Regions from separate parts of the Hordeum vulgare genome. Here region 1 is linked to region 2. A link is a contact called in public Hi-C data. All regions are on one chromosome and are shown on one strand. The core of a region is the stretch at or near the end of the contact, and the rest is flanking DNA. Distances in the headings are between cores, read along the strand shown. Region 1 has its middle 310 kb from the start of LOC123406025. Region 2 holds the start of LOC123406025 (zinc-finger homeodomain protein 7-like).

Evidence for each region. A called contact is a pair of places that touch in the nucleus more often than the background predicts.
Region 1: a Hi-C map of leaf shows a contact between it and region 2, with 4 times the contacts expected there. The contact joins the enhancer-like site here to the promoter of LOC123406025 in region 2. A contact is called at or near these places in 4 of 6 Hi-C or Micro-C datasets (leaf and seedling).

Annotation. Positions count from the first base shown.
Region 1 is chr6H:464,772,953-464,776,013 of MorexV3_pseudomolecules_assembly, forward strand. No RefSeq gene overlaps it. Among protein-coding and RNA genes, the nearest start is that of LOC123406025, 310 kb to the left of the region's middle. Within about 2 kb of position 1,414, at least 3 of the 3 cell types and tissues checked have open chromatin away from gene starts, as enhancers often do. A contact at or near this core is called in leaf and seedling, where this site is marked.
Region 2 is chr6H:464,465,876-464,468,941 of MorexV3_pseudomolecules_assembly, forward strand. LOC123406025 (zinc-finger homeodomain protein 7-like) reads right to left here and starts at 1,715. Exons shown (of 1, transcript XM_045099527.1): 1 at 1-1,715. The coding sequence starts at 1,206.

The DNA of each region.
Region 1 (3,061 bases), core at 164-2,663, 310 kb after region 2:
CAAATGGCCGCTCTCTTGACTGGGTTGTTCAGTCCCCGGACATTCCATGAAATAACTGGGAGAAGGTTGTCATTCATTTGGAGACAGTAACAAACTCCAATGGCTAAATAAACTAGATGGCCTCTGGCCCATGCTACCATACAAGGGGGGCGCCGACGTCCACCAATATGCCCCAGAATACGTCGACGATGATGATCTCTACCACTAACCTTAGACATGAAACTAAAACCTAACTCAGACCAGCTACTAGCCGGCCGCCATTGGAGCTGTTGGAAGGCTAACATACTACACCTCGGCCTCCGCGGCATGTCCATCGGGTCCCGCCATGCGTGCCATGACGCGCAGCGCACCGCTGTCTAAGTGTGTGAGCTTCGCAATGACAGCGATGTCGCTGTCCGACAGTGGCTCCTCGAAACGCCTGATGAGCGCTTTTGCGACGTCCTCGGTCAGCTTCTCTCTCGGTCCTAAGAGCCCTAGTTCCTTGACGATGCGAAAGGAGGCACGCTGCGCCACCGGAATAGACGAAGTGTTAGCTGCAAGACGGGCGTTGTGCCTAGTTGGAGTGGCTGCAGCACGGCTCTTTGGCGGCGCTGATGGTCTTCTAGCCGGCGTGGCGAGGATGGCCGGCTCTGTTGCGCGGAAGAGTTCCTAGTGGTGTCTTCCACATCTATCTTTAGTATTGTTGGGGTTTGCGTCACAGAAATTAGATCCATTCGAAGAAACCATTTTAAATGAGGGTAGTGCGCCTGGATGAATTAACCACGACTTCTTATGTCTCAAAATATAAAATACCATGACTTTTTCCCATGCATATAATACAAGTAGATGGAAATGTCGAAAAACATATACACGTAAATGGAGCCGTATGGTCTATGCAAAACGTGTTTATACATGGAGGGTAATCGGACAGGCGATCACGGTATAAGCGTGAGCTTGCTCATTCTACACCCTTGCATTACGGAGAGTAACAGGTCAAAGCTTCTACACGGCTTTCCTGCCGAATTAAGCTTGAAGATATACACGTTGATAGAGTACAATGACAGGCATGCATCAATATCAGCATCCGGTATGGTCTCAGCATCACATTTGAATTGATCACATGCGTACAAACCAAATTAAATTGGTGTTAAACAAAGGGGCACGATTCATCATCAAAGAGGGTTTTCAGAGCATTTAGCACGCCTTTTCTCTACGACTCCCATAATAAACAAAAAGCTGAAACAGTGCATATCCTCGACTAAGCTGAGCTTGGCCCCATGGCCCCCGCGATTTACACGCCAATTATGGCGCCATAATTCCGTGATGATTGAACCCCCGCACGCGGTTTTCGTGAACAAAGTGCGCGGCTCCAGGACGTGGCGCTTGGACGGCCGCGTGGCGACACAAAATCTGCGCGTCATTCATCCGCGCAGGAGTCCGTCCGGAGCCGGTTTCGGTCCACAGCAGGCAGCGGCGGCAGCATGGGCGCGCGGCTGGACCCGTTCCTGCTGCTTTCTTTGACGGACCATCCCAACATCAGATCACAAGACAGCGCACGCACGTACGGGCTGGATCAGAAAGTTTTTTGTTTCGCTGAACAAGCACAGCAATGTGTGATTTCATTTTTTCGCTGTGCATGTGCTGTGATCTTTAATTACCTTTTCAAGGTGGCTGTTATAAATCTGTCGTCTGATTTGTACGTCCGATTGAACGAGCCCTCATCGTCAGATTAAATTCCCGACATGGACCAGAGGCCGCGTGGTGCTCCAATACAGCACCGACAGCGTCCGACGAACTCCATTGCAACTTCGAGAAACTCCATTGCAGCCGGTGAAGCACCAACACAGCACCGATGCTCCGACGAAGCTCCATTACAACTCCGGCGAAGCTTCAACGCAGCACAGACGCGTCCGCGAAAAGCTTCATTGCAGTTCCGGCGTAGCTTCAACGCAACAAGGCATGTCCGACGAAGCTCCATTACAACTCCGACGAGTCTTCATTGCAGCCCGTCGTTGCACCATTGCAGCTAAGGCGATGCTCCCAATAGCTTGAAGGCAACATCATCGGAGTTGCAGCGCCCACGTCGGCCCTCGTCGCGGTCGTCGTTGCAAAAGCGCGTCACTGGAGTGTGAGCTTGGCATCGGGTGCTGCAAAAGCCGCCCCGCGGGCTGGTGCGACGAGGACCGGGGTGATGAGGAGAGGCGAAGCATGGGGATGGAGGTAGAAGACGAAGTAGAAATAAATCTGGCTCTAGGAGGGGAAGAGATAAGGTTGGGAGTAAAAAAAAGAAACATGAAAGGCAACATGTGGGTGTCTCGCGTGGTGCGTGGATCACGACGCGTGGCGTGCGGAAGACCCGACTGATTTGCAGAGAAATCAGCCGGTTGATTCTAAACGTTTTTCATAGTAAAAATGCCCATGCGTTACATCGGAGGAAAAAGACACAACTTGCATAATGTGTCATTGCGCATCATTTTTCATTTTCAATTTAATAAATGTTAATAATAATGTAAAATGTGGAAATTTTTGCACAAACTCATCTCACTTATGTTCCCCATTAAGGGTGTGTTTGATTTACTCGGTAGCTTCACGTTGCATCGCATGAGGGATCCATGATGAACATGACCGTTGACTTGATGCAAAGATGAGAAGAGACGAGTGTTTGGTGAACATGCATGAGATGGCTGCACGAGATGGGGAACGGAGATCAAGCGGCAGCGCGGGGCGGCAGGATCCGCGATCGGCGCTCCAGATGAAGGGGCCTGGCATGCAGTGGCGCTCGGTGGCGGAATCCAGCGTGTGGCTACGCGAACCGGTAGGATCCGACTCGCAGTGACTTGACCACGGCAGCGACGGCGATTGGTCGGGGACGACGGCGACGACGCTTAGGAGAGGATAGTGGCGGCGACGCTTGGTCGTGGACGGCGACGACGCTTGGTGGAGGACGCACGAGGACAGCGGCGCTTGAAGAGGACAGCGGCGGCGCCTTGTCTATGCGGCTGCTCCGGAGCAAAGTCAGAAGAAGAGAGGGGAACGAGCGAGCCTGCACGCGAGCTACGCTAGTAACGTACGTTTCCCTGAA
Region 2 (3,066 bases), core at 465-2,964:
CGCGCAGAAGGCGTCCACCACCCCGCCGTCGGGCTTCTGGACGCGCCAGCCCACGCGGTGCGCGAACTCCAGCATGCGCTCCTTCTGCTCCGGCGTGAACTTGGTCCGGAACCGCTTCTTGCTCGGCGCCGGGGGCGCGGAGGCCGACCCCACGGCCGCCTGCGCCTGCGGCGGAGGCGGAGGCGGCGGCGGGGCGCGCAGCTCCTCGCTCGACGACTCGGCCAGCGCGGCGGGCGCGGACATCGGGGACGCCGGGACGGCCGGGCGCTTCTGCTGCATGTGCGGCGGGGCGAGGAGGAGCGGCATGAGCCGGGAGTTGGCGCCGGCTGGGGTCGCGGAGGGGGACACCACGGCGGAGGCCGGGGACGGCGAGGGCGAGGGGACCACCAGCACCGGCTCGCGGCGGTGGAAGCTGCGGTGGCAGCCGCACGCGGCGCAGGCCAGCGCGGCCACCCCGTCGCCCGGGGACGGCATGAACTCGCCGCAGCCGTCGAGCACGTGCGCGCCCATCCGCGCGGCGTGGTTCCGCAGGCACTCCCTGTACCTCCACGGCAACGGCTCCGGTCCCGTGGCGCCACCGTGCTCGCCCGGTGCCCTTGTGGAGGAGCCGGTGACGATGGCAAGCGTAGGCGGCGGGGGAGGCATGGCGCCACCACCAAGAACGCCGTTTCTTGCCGGCTCATGCTGGCGCTGGCGCTGGTGCTGCGGCTGCTGCTGGTGGTGGTGCTGGCGGTGGGCCTCCCCAGGTGCTGCCTCCACCGTTCTCTCCCGCTCCCTCTCACTGTCCATCCTTCTCCGGTTGGGATGCTGGTGCTGGGGCAAGAGGAAGCCGGGCGGCGCCTGCGGCGGCGGCGGCGGCGAGGAGACGAGGGAGGAGTTGGGAGGCAGGAGGGGCCTGGAGAAAGCGGCTGCCTCCATCAACGAGGAGGGCGAGGAAGCAGCCGCGGCAGGCGAGCCAAGAACCTGGGGAGCTCGGCCGTGCATGTGCAGGTGCTGCGGGGGCGCGGCCGTGGCGGGCGCCGTGGTGTAGTGATGACGATGATGGTGCTGGTGCTGGTGCTGGTGCCGACGGTCCTCCCTCATCACCCCCTCTTCCTGCTCCTCGTCTTCCTCCTCGTCCTCCTCCTCATCGTCCTCCTCCTCTTCCTCCTCCTCCCCGTCCAGCTCCTCGTCCTCCTCCACATGCGATGGCCTCTTGTACTCCATGGACGGCTCGCTCCGGTGCGATTAGGACCGGAGATTCTTTGCCGTGGTGTGTTTCTTGGGCGGTGGGGTTGTTGGGGCGTGCTGTGCTGTGCTGTGCTGTGTTGTGACTTGTTCTAACTTGTAAGCTGGAAACTTATAGCTAGGTTTGTGGTGGAGCAGGGAGGGGGGTGTTGGCCTCAAGGGGGAAAGAGGGCAAGGGAGCTGAGCTTAACGGAGGATGATATGGTGGCAGGCTGGTTAGCGATGGGTTATTAGGGTGAGCATAGTGGCGGTCAGTAACCACATGGCATCCATAAAGCGGGGAATGTCTCCTTGGGAGAGAGCTAGCTATCTACTATCTGCATCTATCTATCTCTCTATCTATCTATCTCGCTAGCCCGTCTTATCTATGTCAAAAGAAAGAAACCAGGGCGAGCAGGAAGCGGGGTGAAGGGAAAGAGGGCGCGCGCGCAAAGGGGTTGGCGAGGTGACGGCAGAGAGAAAGTGGCCGCCCGCTGCCTGCTGGGAGTGGGAGTGGGAGTGGGGTGCGGTTTTGCTTCAAGGAGCCTAGCCTAGCCTAGTCGTGCTGGTACTACTACGCCACTGCACTGTGCACTCCACGGGTGATTTTCAGGGAGAGGGAGGGGAGGAAGAAGCCCATGCCCTGCGCGCCGACAGGGCCCATGTTTCGCCACCGCGCTCCCACGGGAAAGACTGCAGCGCGATGGATCGCCATTGCTACCAGCTGCGTTGCTGCCGTCTCTGCGTGTGCATGGCGTGCCCTAGCTAGCTTCCTTGATGGCGCAACGCTCCAATGCTCGCCCTGCGGTGAGCGGGCGACCGACCGATCGAGCACCGCAATAACTGCACGCGCCGTGCCGTGGTATTTGCCTGCCCCTGTTGCCAACCCCCCACCATTGACCCCAACTACGCCCATGCCTCCTCTTGCGCTGCCCGGTCACCCTATGCGTTTTTTTGATTATTTCGGTTCAGGTAGTTCAGTTTATGGATAATTTGGGTATTTAAAAATGAGAACCGAAACTTTTATATGTTAAAAAATACTCGAACCTAAATTACCCAAACTTTTGGTTCGGGTAATTCGGATACCCAAAAAATCCGAAATATTTGAAGCACACATCAACTTTTGGTATGAATAATTTAAATAGTATGAGTATTTTAGCTAGTATGGGTAACATAACAGTGTAATAATATACAACTAATTTTTTTTGTCGATCCTAAGGATGCTAACAAGTATGCAAGCTCCAGCGATCCTTTTATGCACTGGAGCAAGGATCTTGGAGTTGGAATGTACGCTTTGATGATATGATCAAACCTTTTTGATTTATACAAAGTTTATGAGAAACTTGTATTTCCAAGAAAGTGAGTGAGAGCACTATAGAATTTCTGATAAATACATGTGGTTGACATATTGTTGATCCAAAATGATGTAGCATTTCTGTAAAGCATATAGGGTTGTTTGAAATGTGCTTTTCAAAGAAAACTTGGATTAAGCTACTTGAACACTAAGCATCAAGATCTATAAAGATATATCAAAACACCTGATAAAACTTTCAATGAATACATACCATGACAAGACTTTGAAGGAGTTCAAAATAGATCAATCAAAGAAGGAGTTCTTGAATATATTGTAAGGAGTGAATTTGAGTAAAGACTCACAGATTGACCACAGTAGAAGAAAGAGAAAGAACGATGATCGTCCCCTATGCCTTAGCTGTAGGCTTTATAGTATGCTATGTTGTGTACCACACCTGATGTGTGCCTTGCCATGAATCTGTCAAGGGGTACAAGAGTGATCCAGGAATGGATTACTAGACAACGATCAAGATTATCCTTAGTAACTTGAGGAGTAAGGAATTATTT